2 separate regions of the Pan troglodytes genome follow, and region 2 is linked to region 1. The links are chromatin contacts, called in public Hi-C maps. All regions are on one chromosome and are shown on one strand. Each heading gives the region's core, a stretch centred on a gene start, on an enhancer-like site or on the middle of the called end of the contact. The rest is flanking DNA. Distances are from core to core; before and after follow the strand shown. Region 1 overlaps VGLL4 (vestigial like family member 4). Region 2 holds the start of TSEN2 (tRNA splicing endonuclease subunit 2).

What was found. A called contact is a pair of places that touch in the nucleus more often than the background predicts.
Region 2: a contact with region 1 is called in a Hi-C map of stem cell-derived neural progenitor cells, with 6 times the contacts expected there. The contact joins the promoter of TSEN2 here to the enhancer-like site in region 1. A contact is called at or near these places in 1 of 7 Hi-C or Micro-C datasets (stem cell-derived neural progenitor cells) and 1 of 1 datasets of contacts at active chromatin or transcription factors (stem cell-derived excitatory neurons).

What each region holds. Positions count from the first base shown.
Region 1 is chr2:15,676,547-15,679,613 of NHGRI_mPanTro3-v2.0_pri, forward strand. All of the region lies in intron 2 of VGLL4 (vestigial like family member 4), which reads right to left. Among named protein-coding and RNA genes, the nearest start is that of VGLL4, 61 kb to the right of the region's middle. Within about 2 kb of position 1,680, at least 7 of the 24 cell types and tissues checked have an H3K27ac peak or open chromatin away from gene starts, as enhancers often do. A contact at or near this core is called in stem cell-derived neural progenitor cells, where this site is marked.
Region 2 is chr2:16,491,929-16,494,964 of NHGRI_mPanTro3-v2.0_pri, forward strand. It overlaps TSEN2 (tRNA splicing endonuclease subunit 2), which reads left to right and starts at 1,718. Exons shown (of 12, transcript NM_001280291.1): 1 at 1,718-1,744.

The DNA of each region.
Region 1 (3,067 bases), core at 430-2,929:
GCCTCAGCCTCCCGAGTAGCTGGGATTAGAGGCATGCACCACCACGCCCAGCTAATTTTGTATTTTTAGTAGAGACGGGGTTTCTCCACGTTGGTCAGGCTGGGTCTTGAACTCCCGACCTTGGGTGATCCCCCCCGGCTCGGCCTCCCAAAGTGCTGGAACTACAGGCGTGAGCCACCACGCCCAGCTTCAAGTCCTATTTTGAAGGGACTTAGGTATGGATTTCATAAAGAAAGTGGCATTGGCATGGGCCCTTAAAAGAACAAGATCTCAAAGCAGGTTTGAGGAATGCGGCATTCTAAACACAGTACTTCAGTAGACACAAACAAAGTATTTGCTATAACCCATTGATTATTGCATGAGCAGATTAAGTGAATTTTAACTGATTACTAAGAACAAGAGTTCCGTAAACTGTAAAACTATTTAAAATTTCCCATCTTGGCCGGGCGCGGTGGCTCACGCCTATAATCCCAGCACTTTGGGAGGCCGAGACTAGTGGATCATGAGGTCAGGAGATTGAGACATCCTGGCTAACACGGTGAAACCCCGTCTCTACTAAAAAATATAAAAAATTAGCCGGGCGTGGTGGTGGGCACCTGTAGTCCCAGCTACTCAGGAGGCTGAGGCAGCAGAATGGTGTGAACACGGGAGGCGGAGCTTGCAGTGAGTGGAGATCGCGCCACTGCACTCCAGCCTGGGTGACAGAGCGAGACTCCATCTCAAAAAAAAAAAAAAAAAAAAAAAAATTCCCATCCTGCCAGCCAGCAGTTAGCTAGAAGCAGGTTCTGATCTTGGTTCTGCCACAGACTGGCTGCGTGAGTTTAGGCGTGTTACAGAATCTCTCTGATCTACTTCTGCATCTTTGAAAAATATGGATAATGATACAGCCTGGCCATTCTCCTTTGATCATACCACTTTTCTCATGGCATTTAATATGGCCTACTATAATTACGCATGGCTTTATCTCCCCTGTAGACCAAACCAAGAGCTCCTGAGGGCAAAGGCCTTTGCTTATTTACTCTGAAACGCAGCCCAGTGCTAGCTGTGCTAGCAGACACATTGTCAATGCCAGTTTCTACCCTTTCTGTTGGATTCCCACTCGCTATGAAAATCCTTTCCTTTGTTCTACAAAGTACACTGTTCTTCAAATCATGAAGTAACCCAGTTTCAAAATTTTAGTTTTACTTTGTAAGTTTCCGCATATCTCTATCCCAGTATGGTGTGGTTTCTTGTTGTTGTTGTTTTTGTTTTGTTTTGTTTTTAATATTGTAAATGTTATAGGTTTCAAAGATTATCTATTTGGGAACTTGGGCATAAACTCAACATATACACTTCTCATGCTTCCAAGTACTGGAAGCATGTGGAACCCGAGTGGAAAAATCATTTAAATTTAGCTCTAAAAATTAAAAAATTAAATAACTTTGGGATCCAAAGGAAAGACTCTTAAACTTTATGTTAACTGAACTTTCATTTCGGCCTTGTTTCCAATAGATTGAGAAAAAGACTGAATACCAAACAGCAACAAAAGCAGCCCGTGACGCATTTCAGTGTCATCAGGGTGGCTGTGGGGCTGAATTGTAGGATTATCATAGCCAAAATTCTTTACAAAGCTGAACACTACCCTGCTTGTTGATCGATTCAAACACAAAGTGTGAGCAGCAGTCAAAATTCCTTCTGTCCTAGAGAGGAGAAATGCCCTCAGGATGGAGGGCTGGAAAGAAAGCTCTCTGAGGCGGCTGACTGCAATGAAGGTTGCCAGTGCCCCCCCACTCCACCCCAGCTCCTCCCAGTCACAACCACTCAGCAGGCTGGAAACCCAGAAAGAACCATCCACATTGAAAACTGAGTCATCGTGAGAAAGGCTCCATCACAGACGATGCAAATAAGGTACAGGACAAAGGAAGGAAAGGAATATTGCCAAGAAAAGGTCAATGAAGACACACCAGACAGCCAGAGAGATTATGCTGGAAAGAATTAGAAAGTTGGCCGGGCGCGGTGGCTCACGCCTGTAATCCCAGCACTTTGGGAGGCCGAGGCGGGTGGATCACGAGGTCAGGAGATCGAGACCATCCTGGCTAACACGGTGAAACCCCGTCTCTAATAAAAATACAAAAAATTAGCCGGACGTCGTGGCGGGTGCCTGTAGTCCCAGCTGCTTGAGAGGCTGAGGCAGGAGAATGGCGTGAACCCGGGAGGCGGAGCTTGCAGTGAGCCGAGATCGCGCCACTGCACTCCAGCCTGGGTGACAGAACAAGACTCCGTCTCAAAAAAAAAAAAAAAAAAAAAAAAGAATTAGAAAGTTATGAACCAACATTTTTCCATTTATTTATTTATTCATTTATTTATTTTTGAGAGGAAGTCTTATTCTATTGCCCAGGCTGGAGTGCAGCGGCATGATCCTGGCTCACTGCAACCTTTGCCTCCTGGGTTCAAGCGATTCTCCTGCCTCAGCCTCCTGGAGTAGCTGGGACTACAGGTGTCCGCCACCACGCCCAGCTAATTTTTGTGTTTTTAGTAGAGATGGGGTTTCACCGTGTTGGCCATGCTGGTCTCCAACCCCTGACCTCAGGTGATCTGCCCGCCTCGGCTTCCCAAAGTGCTGAGATTACAGGTGTGAGCCACTGCACCCAGCCTGAACAAATATTTCTCTATGAGACTTTTAAAAAATAGGCATAGCCTCCCTGAAACAGGAACTCAAATAAGAAACAGGACAAAAAGGGGAGATTAAAAGATAGTAAAGTTCAGGGAAGAAATGAAGTTCAGGAAGAGTGAGGCAATCCCGGAAACGGATGCCGCACTAAACAGCAATAAAGGAAGTAGAGACACTGATGGAAACACAACCAAATATATGGAGGACACATTCCAGAAAATCCCAGTGATTGGCTCAAGAAGGAGCACATGACTCACAGACGTTAGCTGCAGACTTTCTGGAACAAAGCCCAAGAAAGCTATCAGAAGAAACATTCTCCCTGGCTAACATTATGTCGCCATCTGCTACCACGGTGGAAGTCAGCCCAAAGACAAGGCCACATAACAAGAAAACCACAAGAGCAATGAAGGCAGAACC
Region 2 (3,036 bases), core at 468-2,967, 820 kb after region 1:
ACAACCTCTGAATCCCTTTCATTGTTAAAGCCCTCTAATTCTAAAACCAGTATTTCTTAAATTAGCTTGTTCTGGTCGGATATTACAGCCTCTCTTCAGCTGTCTCTCCCCTGCCCAATCCACCATATCCTGTGACTCTTGCCAATTTTCTCCCTTTCTTTTGCAACATTCTTACCACAAAGCTCTTTGATTTTGGTGTATCTAAAGCCTGAACTCCCTAGCCTAGCAGTGAAGGTCCTTGCAGCAGAGGACCCACTGAATGCTGCGACATGATCTCACTCTACCAAGAGCAAGCCCACAGTGCAGTTCAAAAAGGGCCAGGCAGGATGCAGTGGCTCACGCCTGTAATCCCAGCACTTTGGGAGGCCGCGGCGGGAGGATCGCTTGAGGTCAGGAGTTTGAGACCAGCCTGGCCAACGTGGTGAAACCCCGTTTCTACTAAAAATATAACAATCAGCCGGGCGTGGTGGCAGGCGCCTGTAATCCGAGCTACTCGGGAGGCTGAGGCAGGAGAATCACCTGAACCTGGGAGGCAGAGGTTGCAGTGAGGTAAGTGAGCTGAGATGGTGCCACTGCATTCCAGCCTGGGCGACAGAGCCAGGCTCAGTCTCAAAAAATAAAAAGGGCCAGAAAAACAGGGACAACACATGCCATGCCAGACTACTGCAGAGCACAGAGGCAAGTCACCCAAGCAGGTCTGGGAAGGCAAGAAGTCTCCTGGAAGAGGTGATATTTGAGCTGAGACCTAAAGGCTGACCAGGAATTACTGCAGCTAACAGAGGGGAGGGAACATAGAGGCAACAGCATGCGTGAAGGAATGGAGGCAAGAACATTGGCAGAAGTCCAAAATTCAACATCCATCATCACATCTAGCACCATGAATCTCTCCAGCAGTATTTGCCACACTTCCTTGCCATCCTCCTTTGCCTCCTGCTTAGTCTGTGTGGTGGAACTCCTGTGATTCATATTTGGGAAAGTATATATTGGACTCCCCACAGGGCTCCTTTAAAATAACCAGGTCAGGAGAAACTTACACTTCCTATTGCACTCCAGTTTTGCTCATCTCCCGTAATTCTGATGGCCCATTTTTCAGTAAACTCAAGCTCAGAAAGGTTGTCAGTCATTCAAGCTCACGCAGCCAGTGAGGGGGGAAAATGGGGATGCAGAGCAGGTGGACCTGCCGCCTATTGTCCCTTAACTGCACAGGCAGTCTGGGCACACAGAGGCTTCTGGCCAGGTGTCTGCCAGAGGAAACGTCCTTGCAAGTTCCCCGCATGCTGCAGCGTACACAGGTGCGCTGCTGTGATCCTCTTTCTACATTGAGAAAGATGAGATCAGTTTCCTCAGGGCCATTTAATAAAGTCCTGTCGGTCGCCTCAAACATCCCATCCACCGAGGGCGGAAGACTCTAGGTCTCTCCCATCTCCCACGTGACTATGTGACATTTGACGGGTAACTGCATCTCATCTGTAAAATGCGTCTTGCAGGATCGTTCTGGCTTCCGTACAATCCTGCAGAGAGCAGCAAAGAGCGCACGCAGCCTCCGCCTCATACTCCGCAGTGGCAGAGCTGGCGCACAGAACACCCGCCAGCCGGCCGTGCGCAGGCGCTCTCCGCCAAGTCCCGACGGGAGCTCTGCGGCTGCGCACTCGGCTGGCTTTGCGGCCGCACTGCTTGACGGCAGCGGTGTCCGCCCCACGGCCGGCGTTGCCGGGGTAACGGCGAGCGCGTGGGGCCAAGAAAGGTAAGGGCCCTGGGCGAGGAAACCGCGGCCCTTTCCGAGTTTGGTGTTTTGCGGCGAAAGGAAATCTCGCTCTTCCGAAAGTCCTCCAGGGCGAGAGAGGAAAGGGCCTAGGTACTGTGCTGGGGTCGCACAGCCGGCCGAGACAGTGCCGGGACGGGGAGCCAGGCTTCCTAGTGCGCCCGGTCACTGACTCCTCCGCGCTTTCCTCGTGCGCCTGCAGCCCTTGGTTCTTGGAAACGCCGGCGCCTTGTTCAGGGCTGGTGGGGCTGGGGCGCAAGGTGCAGCTGACAATGCCTGAGAGGAGCCGCAGCCTCTGGTGGAGTTCGGTCGGGTGTGGGGGTAGTCAGGGAAAGAAGCAAAGGGGTAAGACAGGGAGTTAGGAATTCGCGGGGCCCCTAACGCTATTGGGGTGCGCAGTTGTTTATTTTATTTGCAGCTGTCGTCTGGTGAGCGCTTTCCACGTGGTAGGCCCCGAACGAAACGCCTTCTGCAAAATTATGCATTTAATCCTGACAACAACTTTCAAAGGCTGGTCATCTGTTTATATGGCTTATTCTCAGGTTCTAACTTGAAAGCTCCCCAGAGGCAGGATTGTTTACCTTGTCCCTTTCATCCTTGCCTCCCTAAGCCCAGGAGGTGCGCAGATGGAGCTTGAAGCGTGTTTTGGTTGGGAGAAGGTGAGATTTGCTGAGTAGGAGGTTTTTTAACCAGGTTTGTTTGGCACCTAGTCCAGGAAGTTGGAAAATTAAATGGAGCCACCTCTCCCTTTTTTGTTTTTCTAATAGACATTTACCATCACCTAAGAGGTGTTAGCTTGTGTGCTCGAGGGAAGAATAAGAAACAGACTCTGCTTTTAATAGAAAGTAAGAATATGCAGCTCTGGAGTCAGGTGTGCGCAGGTTGGGGAAATAAGTAAAGATTTCTCAGGGGTGCGCCCGGCCCCTCCGAGTCACTTTCCCCATCTGTACAATGGAAATAAAAATAGTCTTTACCTCCGGGGGCTACTGGGATTAAGTGAATTTGAATAGACCTTGCTGTTACCAGTGGTTAGCTATATGTTAAAATCAGCTGGGTCCACCCAGGAAATTCTGATGTAATTGATTGCAGGTGAGGCCTGGGCATGAGGAGTTAAGGGTAGCTAAGCTTGAGGGCCACTGTGTGATGTACCACTCCCAGGTTTAATTTTCTTAATCTGCATTTTTCAATCATCATTCTAAATAACCTGCAGTGACTCCAATTCCAAACCAACCTTTGCATCCCAAACCTCTTGACAACTGACCCAGTCTTTCCTA